Linked DNA regions of Arachis hypogaea: region 1 is linked to region 2. The links are chromatin contacts, called in public Hi-C maps. All regions are on one chromosome and are shown on one strand. The core of a region is the stretch at or near the end of the contact, and the rest is flanking DNA. Distances in the headings are between cores, read along the strand shown.

The links. Hi-C and Micro-C count contacts between places; a contact is called where the count stands out from the background.
Region 1: a contact with region 2 is called in a Hi-C map of leaf, with 5 times the contacts expected there. The contact joins the promoter of LOC112701793 here to the enhancer-like site in region 2. A contact is called at or near these places in 3 of 8 Hi-C or Micro-C datasets (leaf and an unstated tissue).

What each region holds. Positions count from the first base shown.
Region 1 is chr1:98,877,642-98,882,702 of arahy.Tifrunner.gnm2.J5K5, forward strand. LOC112701793 reads left to right here and starts at 2,613. Exons shown (of 2, transcript XM_025752569.2): 1 at 2,613-2,728; 2 at 3,656-4,877. The coding sequence starts at 3,673. The coding sequence ends at 4,779.
Region 2 is chr1:98,844,548-98,849,343 of arahy.Tifrunner.gnm2.J5K5, forward strand. It overlaps LOC112701777, which reads left to right. Exons shown (of 15, transcript XM_025752537.3): 15 at 1-202. The coding sequence ends at 94. Among protein-coding and RNA genes, the nearest start is that of LOC112701777, 8.0 kb to the left of the region's middle. Within about 2 kb of position 1,999, at least 3 of the 3 cell types and tissues checked have open chromatin away from gene starts, as enhancers often do.

The DNA.
Region 1 (5,061 bases), core at 1,363-3,862, 34 kb after region 2:
GTGAAAGATAGTTATTACTCTTCGTAAGTTTGATGGCCTAAGTATTAGAGATACGAAATGCATAAGTCTGACTTTAATGGGCAAGCTTTTGTGGCAATATCTTCATAGTCTTAATAAGCTCTGGGTTCGGGTCTTGAAGGCTAAATATGGTCAGGATGTTCTTATGGAGAGCAGGAATTTTATTAGTGTCTTGGGTATTTAGCGTGACATCATAAAAACTAAGATCAAGATACAAGAGAGGTTTTCTTGAAACACCGATAGTCTTTCTCAATCCTTTTGGTTTGGAAAGTGGCACCCGGATGGTTATCTTATTGCTTTTGTTCTTTTTGTTCATATTACGAACACAATTTGAGGGTGAAGGATGTGTGTCCCACGATCACTGGAATTAGAGAGTATTGTTCACTCCTATTGATAATGACTTTAAAATCAGGCTAACTTCTATTCGACTAGTTTTGTCTTGTGGCTCGGGATTTAAAATGTCGTGCCATCCAGTCGATTCCGTTGCCGTAGAGGCTTAGCTGTCTCTCCAATCTTCCCTTGTGCAACCTGGTGGAAGAAGATGTCTTGCATTGCTTCATAGATTGCATTAAAGTCCAAGCTATTTGGCATGCCTTGGGAATTGGACGAAACATAGATGGCATTGGCAGAAATTTTCATAGTTGGGCCAAGTTTAACCTTTATGCTAGCAATTGCTTATTTTCCGCGGCAATTTGGTGGATTTAGCATGATCGCAACAATGATGTTTTTAAGGATGATGATGCCTGAAATACTTTTAAGATAATTCTTCTAATTAAAGATGTAGCTAAGGAATTTGGTGCCATGTCTGTTTTTATGGGAATGCAAAATCGAATTCTCCTTCCTTTTCTTTAATTTCTCCTCTTAATTCAATGATTAAATTGAATTGTGATGCTAGTGTTTTGATTTTTCGGCATGTGGTTGATTTTGAGTGCATTCATAAAGATCACTTACGTAAATGGATTAAGGATTGTTCAGGTATTTTTTCTTGAGGTCAATATTGTTAGAAGTGAGCTTTTTGCCATATTGTGTGATCTCTGTTCGACTTGAAATTATGGATTTAAAGAGGTCATTTGTTAGACGGATTACATCGATGCGTATCATGCTATTGTTCAAAACTCTTCGGGAATTTATCTTAATCTCACCGTCAAGATCCAAAAACTATGTAACAGATCCTGGACTGTGGATTTGACTCTAATCCAACTGACTGCGAATGCAGCAGTAGATTACATGGCGAAAACTGCCGTGCGTTGCAATATTTCTTATATGAAGTGGTTGTTGCCCAGTAGGATTTGGTTGAGTTTTTAGCAAAGGATATGTCTATGGGTGTTCAACTGTTCATGGATCCAATCCGATCCATATATCTGCGGTGTTTATTCGAATCCAATGCGAAAATTATGGATATAGATCCGATTCGCACACTAATAGAATTGGATTGCGAAATTTTTGTATGTATCCGCATATTCGATCCACATATCCATGGATTCGCAAAAATAAATAAATAAATAAGTAATTTTTTATGTTTTATTTTAACTAATAATTATCATATATTTTGTATTATTTTATTTTTATTATTTTAAAAAAGTATATTTAATATTATTTTAAGAGTAAACATGTTTAAAAAAAATAGAAAAAAGGACTTTATTAAGTTTTTTAAATAAAAATAAGCTTTTAAATTTTTTTTTATATTTTGCGGATATATCCGATACACGAACCGATTCGCAAATGTACAGATCGGATCGGATCTACTCTTAAAACATGTGGATATTATATCTAATGATTTTAGTGCAGATCGAATTGAGATTTTGACCATAACCAATCCAATTTGATTCGCGTTCACATTAGATATGTCTATTTTATTTTAGTTTTTTTTTTGTGTTTCTTTTGCCTTAAAAAAAATCTACTAATGCCAGTTCAACAAAAAAAAAAATTGTTGGCACCGTCACATTTTGTTTTAGATCTTATTAATTATTAGTTGTTGATTTGAATTGATTATAGTTTACCCTAAGGAATATGATAGATTAATCATTAGAAGTTGAGTATTTAGAATTCTAATTCATCTTTTTAATTATTTTTTTAATTTATAAATAATTTTTTTTTGAATTTTTTATCTTTTTAATATTTTAAAAAAATAATATATTTAAATATTAAGAAAAATAAACAAGACACTTAATTATTTTTCATATTATATATTAATTCTGGAAAGATGATTAAAATAAATAAAGATGGAGTTTACTGCACATTGAATTGGCGTGGACTATAAAGAAGTCAAGAAGTGAAGAAGGAAATACAAGATGCAATAAATGTAGTATAACTAATTTAATATAATTTAATTTGATAAAAAGTAATAATTATTTTAATTCAAATATATTCTTGTATTGTTTGTCAACACTAGAATAATAATAATAATAATAATAATATAATTGAAAATACTTAGTTATTCCACCATGAATTTCAAATTTATTAAATTTTAAAACAAGATAAGATTAGCTAAATCTATTTCCCAATTCAGATATATATGATTTAATTTAATTTAAAATAAGATAAGATAAACAGCATACTCCCTCTATATATAGGAAACACCAACAAAGAAAAATAAGTAATTCTTATAGAATAGAGAAGAAATACGAAGAAGTTGCAAAATGTTTCTTAATTAAGTGAGACAGGCATTGATAGTTTGCACTTTGCAGCAGGATTGGTCTTCGTACAAAAGGTAATTTACCTATTTTATTTGAATACAAAATGCATGGTTATGATTACTTTATTACTTTCATGGTAATTTAATTAGTTTAGATAATAGATAGTAGTAATTTAATGAAGTGTAGATGAAGTTGAGGGATCCAAAGAAAATAGTGATTAATGAATTGTTAACGCGACGGAGAAGGCGCAGGGTCTGGCCGCTTCACCGCCGAAGCGACGTTTAGCGTTGTGACACGTCATCACCTTCATGTGGTGCATATTCAGAAAGTGCATAGTAGTTAAGAATGCTTAACATGCTTATTATGTTGTTGTCACTTGTCAACGTAACATTAACCTCGCTAACAACATGCTTTACTTAACTAGATACAGAGAGAGAAAGAGAAAGAAAGAGCTACCTTGTCTCTCACCCTCACGGTGTTTCTCTTCTTCTTCTTCCTCTTTCTTATACCTCTTTCAAAGTTCGAAAAGCCATATCTATCAATTTTTTTTTTATTATTGTGAATCCGTTCGTTTCTGTGAGGGGACAGAATCCATTGTTAAGATTCCTTGGAGGTTCCCTCAACTCTCTTTCATTCTCCTTTTTGGTCCTTTCTGTTCCATCTCTCCCACTTCAACCTTGCTTCCCGAATCTGGAAAAAAAATTCGTTCTTTCTAAATAGGTCGGTAAGTTTTCATTCTTGTTCCTCTTTATTAGGGGAACAATTGATTTTGTTGATGTTGTTGATAAAATCTGAATTAATGTATTTTGAGTAGTTTAATAGTTGTTATGTATCTCCATTAGGTTGTTCCAATTTTAGGTACACAAAAATAGAAATGGACGATTTTTCATTAATTATTTTGGTTTCTATTATAATGATTTGTTATGTAGATTATCTCCTGTAGCTCAGTTTTATTTTTCATTAATTAGTTGTTGATGAATGCTGTTGGCATTATTTTGTAGGTGAACATACAAATCCAATGGCAAATAAAAATCGATTGAGTTCTGGTTCTAAATACAAAGTAAAAAGGGTCCATTATTGTGTGTTGCTAGCATTATTGGTGTCATTATGTGTATTAGGGATTGTATTCCATGGTAGAAAGATTTCTTATTTCTTCAGACCCTTATGGGACAATCCCCCTAAACCCTTCACACGCATACCTCACTACTATGCTGAAAATGTAACCATGGATCACCTCTGCCATCTCCACGGTTGGTCCCTTCGATCCCACCCGCGCCGCGTCTTCGATGCTATCATATTCAGCAATGAATTAGACATGCTTGATATAAGATGGCACGAGCTTCAACCTTATGTCTCCAAATTCATCATCCTCGAGTCCAACACCACATTCACAGGCATTCCAAAGCCTCATTACTTTGAATTAAACAGAGAAAGATTCGCCTTCGCCAAAGAAAAGACTGTCCATGGCACCTTCCCGGGAAAACTTGCAGTGCAAGGATCATATGAGGACCCATTTCTGCTGGAGGGAAGACAACGCGCGGCCATGAATTCGTTGATCCGGCGAGCAGGGATATCCAATGGAGACATTCTTATAATGGCTGATACAGACGAGATTCCAAGCCCACAGACACTGAAGCTTTTGCAATGGTGTGATGGAATCCCTCCATTGATGCACCTTGAGCTTAAGCACTACATGTACTCGTACGAGTTCCCGGTGGACTACAGCAGCTGGCGAGCGACGGCACATGTGTACTCGCAGCACACTCAGTACCGGCACTCGCGGCAGACTGACCTTATGTTGGCAGATGCAGGGTGGCACTGTAGCTTCTGCTTCCGGAAAATGTGGGAATTTGTGTTCAAGATGACTGCATATAGCCACGCAGATCGTGTGAGGTACAAATCGTTCCTTAGCCATTCAAGAATTCAGGACATAATTTGCAGGGGTGATGATCTCTTTGACATGCTCCCTGAAGAGTACACCTTCAAGGACATCATCAAGAAGATGGGGTCCATTCCCCCTTCTGCTTTTGCAGTTCATCTTCCTGCTTACTTGATTCAGAATGCTCATAACTTTAAGTTCCTTCTTCCTGGAGGTTGCTTGAGAGAAACACAAACTCCACCTTAGGGTAACAATGTTAATTAATTAGATCATGCTAGGTTAATGTAACAACAATGTATATTTCTAGTTCTAATTAAACTTTTTAACAATTTTCATTTCTATAACTGCGTGTGCATTAATTCTTAGTCACAAATTACGTGAATGGAATAAGGATTTAATTTCTAATTAATTAAAGTTGTTGGTAATAAATTATGTCATAGCTAGGTGGTATGTGTGGGATAGTACCATAACCACTTGTTCAACACTCGCGGTTAGAACATCCCTAAAGTGTGGGTAGTTACCATTACT
Region 2 (4,796 bases), core at 749-3,248:
GAACGGTGAAGCTTGTATACCGCCTGGAACCCCACCATCCATGCCCATTGATGACGGTTCTTTCTATAACCAGCTAGATGACGAAGTTCTGTAAATAACTTATCTATCAATTTTCTTTAGTCATACATGAATATTGTGTATTTCCCTAATTTGGTTAAATACGGTGTTAACATAAATAAGACACCTGTTAATTCCCCTTGCACCTTCGGCTTCGTGTCAAAGCGCATCGTTTGGTAATTCACTAATTTGCACTTGCGAACAAAACGAACTTTAAAGGAATTAACATGTTAATTAAATATAACTTTCAATATTCAAAAATCTTTGCCATGTCCTTGTTAACATGATTCACGCAAGACAATAGTCTGGGATGCATCTAATAAACAAATGTGACGTGCTTAGCTGCATTTAATACCGGGTCTGCCATGTAAAGTATTCTGTGTATTCTTAATGACCCGAATTTTCAGAAACAACAGTCGTGTTGTCTAGGTCTTCACGAGGAGTTCAACGCTCCATTTATTTCACTTTCAAGATTTTGAATCCTCTAAAAGTATTATTATCTTCTCACCCAAAAGGGGGTAAAAACTAAGTAGTTCTCATGTTACTTGGCATTTTGGCAAGTTGGCAAACAGACATTACTAACTAAAAAAATAAAGTAAATAATTTTATCAAAATAAGATGATTATTATTTATATATCAAAATGGTTAGGCTCCCTCTTTAATGTTTTTAATGTGATTTTATATTTCTAATTGTTAATTTGAACTTAGACATTACAAAATCATTCATCTATATCCGCATGGTCTCTAAAATTAAATTAAGAAACTAAATTGACCGATATTTGGTAATTTCAAATGTCTTGTAAGGATAAATTATATTAGAAGCCAATGGATTAACTGATAAAGTAAGGGTTTCTTTTTTTCTAAAGTCTAAACACACTGGGAGCAATAGAATCTAAACTTAAGAATAGCTGGATAAAATTAAAGGAATGATTAAGGATCCCAAAGACGCGGATGTTAGAGAGTAGAGACAAAGCATTTGAGGCAGTGTTCATACACGGGCTCAAATTGATAAAAGTCAACCCAGTAAGAATAAAAAGCTTAAACCAAGGAGAGGATATCCAACCCATACCCGACCTCCTTGGAGATGTCAAATGCCAGCGAAAGAAACTAGCTCTATTTGCTGAAGCAAGTAATTACTAACTAGTCCCGTGAATCTCTTATTATTCTCATATTTTCAAAAAGATAAATTCCAATATACTCCTAAGATAAAAAAAAAAAAATAGTTATCCATCAATAAAGATGAAATTATCCTTGGTAGTTATCAATTCTATTATAAATACATTGACACCTCTCAAGTATAATTTATATTCTAATCTACTAAGACCTGTCAAAAATCCTTACTTAAGCATCGCAGGTACCACCCCCACCTTCTCACGAAAAATACTCGGCCGGCAGCACATCGACGTAAGAACAACGCAGCCTCAAAAAAAGTCTGAACCTCACGTTCAGGCCCAGAATCAGTATATGCAATTTGCATTGCACATACATGAATGGGTTTGCTACTTCCAAATTCACCTAACCCATTACATCAAATAAAAGAAACAGATCGAAAATCAGTGCTTCTTCATTGTTACGTTGTCGCGTCTCTCTTCATGTGATTTTAATTTGGCCTCTTAATCCAATATTGTCAACACACAATTTCAAGTTTTCTTATACATATTGCACAATAAAAGAACATTCACTTTTGACTTTGTGACTTGTGAGTGAAAAACCACATACAGCATGCACAACCAAAAATAATATACATTGCTCGTTTCTTACTATAATCACACACTGAAATGAAGTTATAGTAATATTAATTAATAATTATTCGATTGAAAAACCTTTATTTTAATTTGCTTCTTAGTTCTTACTATGACCACACACTTGTGGAACGAGGAATGAAGTGTGCCCACTGCCCACAACGCTTGCATGCATGCAGAAATGATGCTGCTAATAATGTTTTGTTTGGTGGTTGAAATGTTATGATCTTGAAGCGGTCCATATCCATGAGCCATGTGGGCTTGTGCTGTGTTGGTTCATGGACATAATTGTCCACCCCCTAGGCCCTTTGTCCGTTCATTCCTAGCAATAAACTCCATCATGCAATTCGATACATCTTATTCAATCCATTTGGAATTCGGATAATACTCCTCAACCTTTTCCTGCTCCATTTTAATATACAATCATGCTAGGTTATCAATTGGACTATCAACAAACAATAACCAATTATTAGTTGAGCTCTAAATAAACCAAAAAAATTATCCAAAATCAATTGAAAAAACATCCAAAATATAATAAAAATAAAAAGCATCTAAAATCATTGTACAAGAATTTTCAAAACCTAATAATAAAAATTCTAAAATTTAAACACAATAAAAACTCTTCTAATTATGATAAAAAAAAAGCCGCTTTGCTTTCGAATATTTCTTATACCTGTATTTCAAATGTTTAAATTTTAAAAGTTTCGAATATTTTTTTGAGGATGTACAATTAAAAGTAAATAAAAGTAAACTATTAACAAGAAACATAATTTTAGATATTTCTTATTCCTGGATTTCATATATTTAAATTTTAGAGATTTCAAATATTTTTTAGGAATGTACAATTAAAAATAAATAAAAACAAACTATTAAAAACGAATACATCATTTTGGATAATTTTTTATGCCTAACTTTTGGATGTTTAAAGTTTAGAGGTTTCAGATATTTTTTCTAGAAATGTACATTAAAAAGTAAATAAAAATAAACAATACCTTTAGATTTTAGATGTTTAAATTTTAGAAATTTTAGATATTTTTTATAATTTTGAATGTTCTTTTTAACGATTTTGAATTTTTTTTGTTAGGTTTTAGAATTTTTTTATATTATTTTAGATAATTTTTATTAAGTTTTGTATGTTATTTTTCAAAACATAAAAAAAATAAAAAAATATATTTAAAACTATTAAAAAAAACTCCAAAACTCAATACAAGCATATGCATGGCCACGGTTGAGTCGTGCCTGGTCCATTTTGTTTCACTTCCTCACGTGTGCACTATATGCAACTTGCATTGCTATTCCAATATCCAAGTGACAATGAAAGTGACAAGCTATTACTCCACACTTTTTAAATCTATAGCTTTTGTTTCACTTCTTATGTGAACTAATGGTGGTGCTCACTGTTTGTAATTTTCTTAAAACATGGCTATTTAATTAAAGAAAAATATTTTTTATGATATAAAAATAGTTTTTCTCATTAATCATTTTTTAATATTAAAAAGATATACATAAAATACTTATTATTATTTTATTATTTAATTTTCCCTACTAAATGCCTAGACAATTTGTACATATGTAACAGCCTTTTGCTTTGTTAGACACTAAAAAAGTACGCCTCTTAATTTGTCAACTACTCCTCAGCTACTACTATAACAGTATAACTAGTGGCAATAATAATAAAGCTGATGAAAAGAAGAAGAGGGTCACAGTTATTTATAGAAAAATGTTTAGAGACAAAAATTTGGAGGTTAATTAAACTGTTAAAGATAACTATAATTTGTCCTTTTTTTAGTTTTTGTTTGTATTTATTAATTATTATTAAAAAAATATATAATTATAAATATTACGTATATAAAATTATAAATATTAATTTAAATATAATAATTTTGAATTATTATTTTTGTAATTTAGATATTATAAAACCATTTCACCTTTGTTAAAACAATAGTGTTAACTACTGGTTGGTACTATGTACATACTATGTCGTACTATATAGAAGGAAGGTTTTAGGTGGTGCTAGAAACTTCAATGAGTGCCGCCTAAAATGTAGCCAGTCAATTAACTATTCCATCAGAGTATATACTCCAAAATTAAAAAAGCTAGTGAAATAATTAATGAGTAGTAAGAATCTATGGTACTATAGTTTTGGCTTATGTGGGCATTCCAGAGTGAATAGTTTAGTAGCAGTGGTAATTAAGGACACATCACGCGCCCACAAAAGAAATCAATCTAAGCATGAATGCATGTTTGTGCAGTGCTCTCACGTCAGAAATCAATTAAATGGAGAGAGGAACATGTTTTGAATCACTCCATAACCCTATGGGGGTGGAGGCCTCAACCTACTCATATAGCTCTCACTTATTGTCAATAGATGAACTTTCCTCCTATTTTAGACCACCCAAGTCTGTGACAATGACAAGGAGGTATTTTCATGGATAATTAGGCCCATTCAAATGTTTTTAGGAATTTTTTTAAAATAAATAATTTAATTATTTTAATTATCAAAATAAACAATTTATAGTGTATTTAACAATTTGTCATTATATTAACAATTTGTAAATACGTTACAAATTATTAAGGGCAATTTACTGAATTAAATAAATTGGCCCGCAAAATTACCAGAATACACATTTTAAAAAGTTGATACAAAAATGTATTTTTTTCATAAATTATATAAATCGGGATATCGCGGTTTACAAATGAACGTAATTTGTTATTGGGGTGTTGCGGATTACATTGGAGGAAAATCATCACATAAATTGTAAGGGTGTCGCGGTTTATGCGTGAATTGCCAACATGCATAAACCGCGACCCTTTTCGTTTCTGTATCCCCATTTTCTTATTCTGCATCACCATGCATCACTATGCCCTAGCATTAATCCCACTATATTACTTGATTCTCCCATCATGCTCTCTAATTTTCAGGTTATTCCACCTTCTTTTATATATATATATATATATATATATATATATATATATATATATATATATAGTTAATTT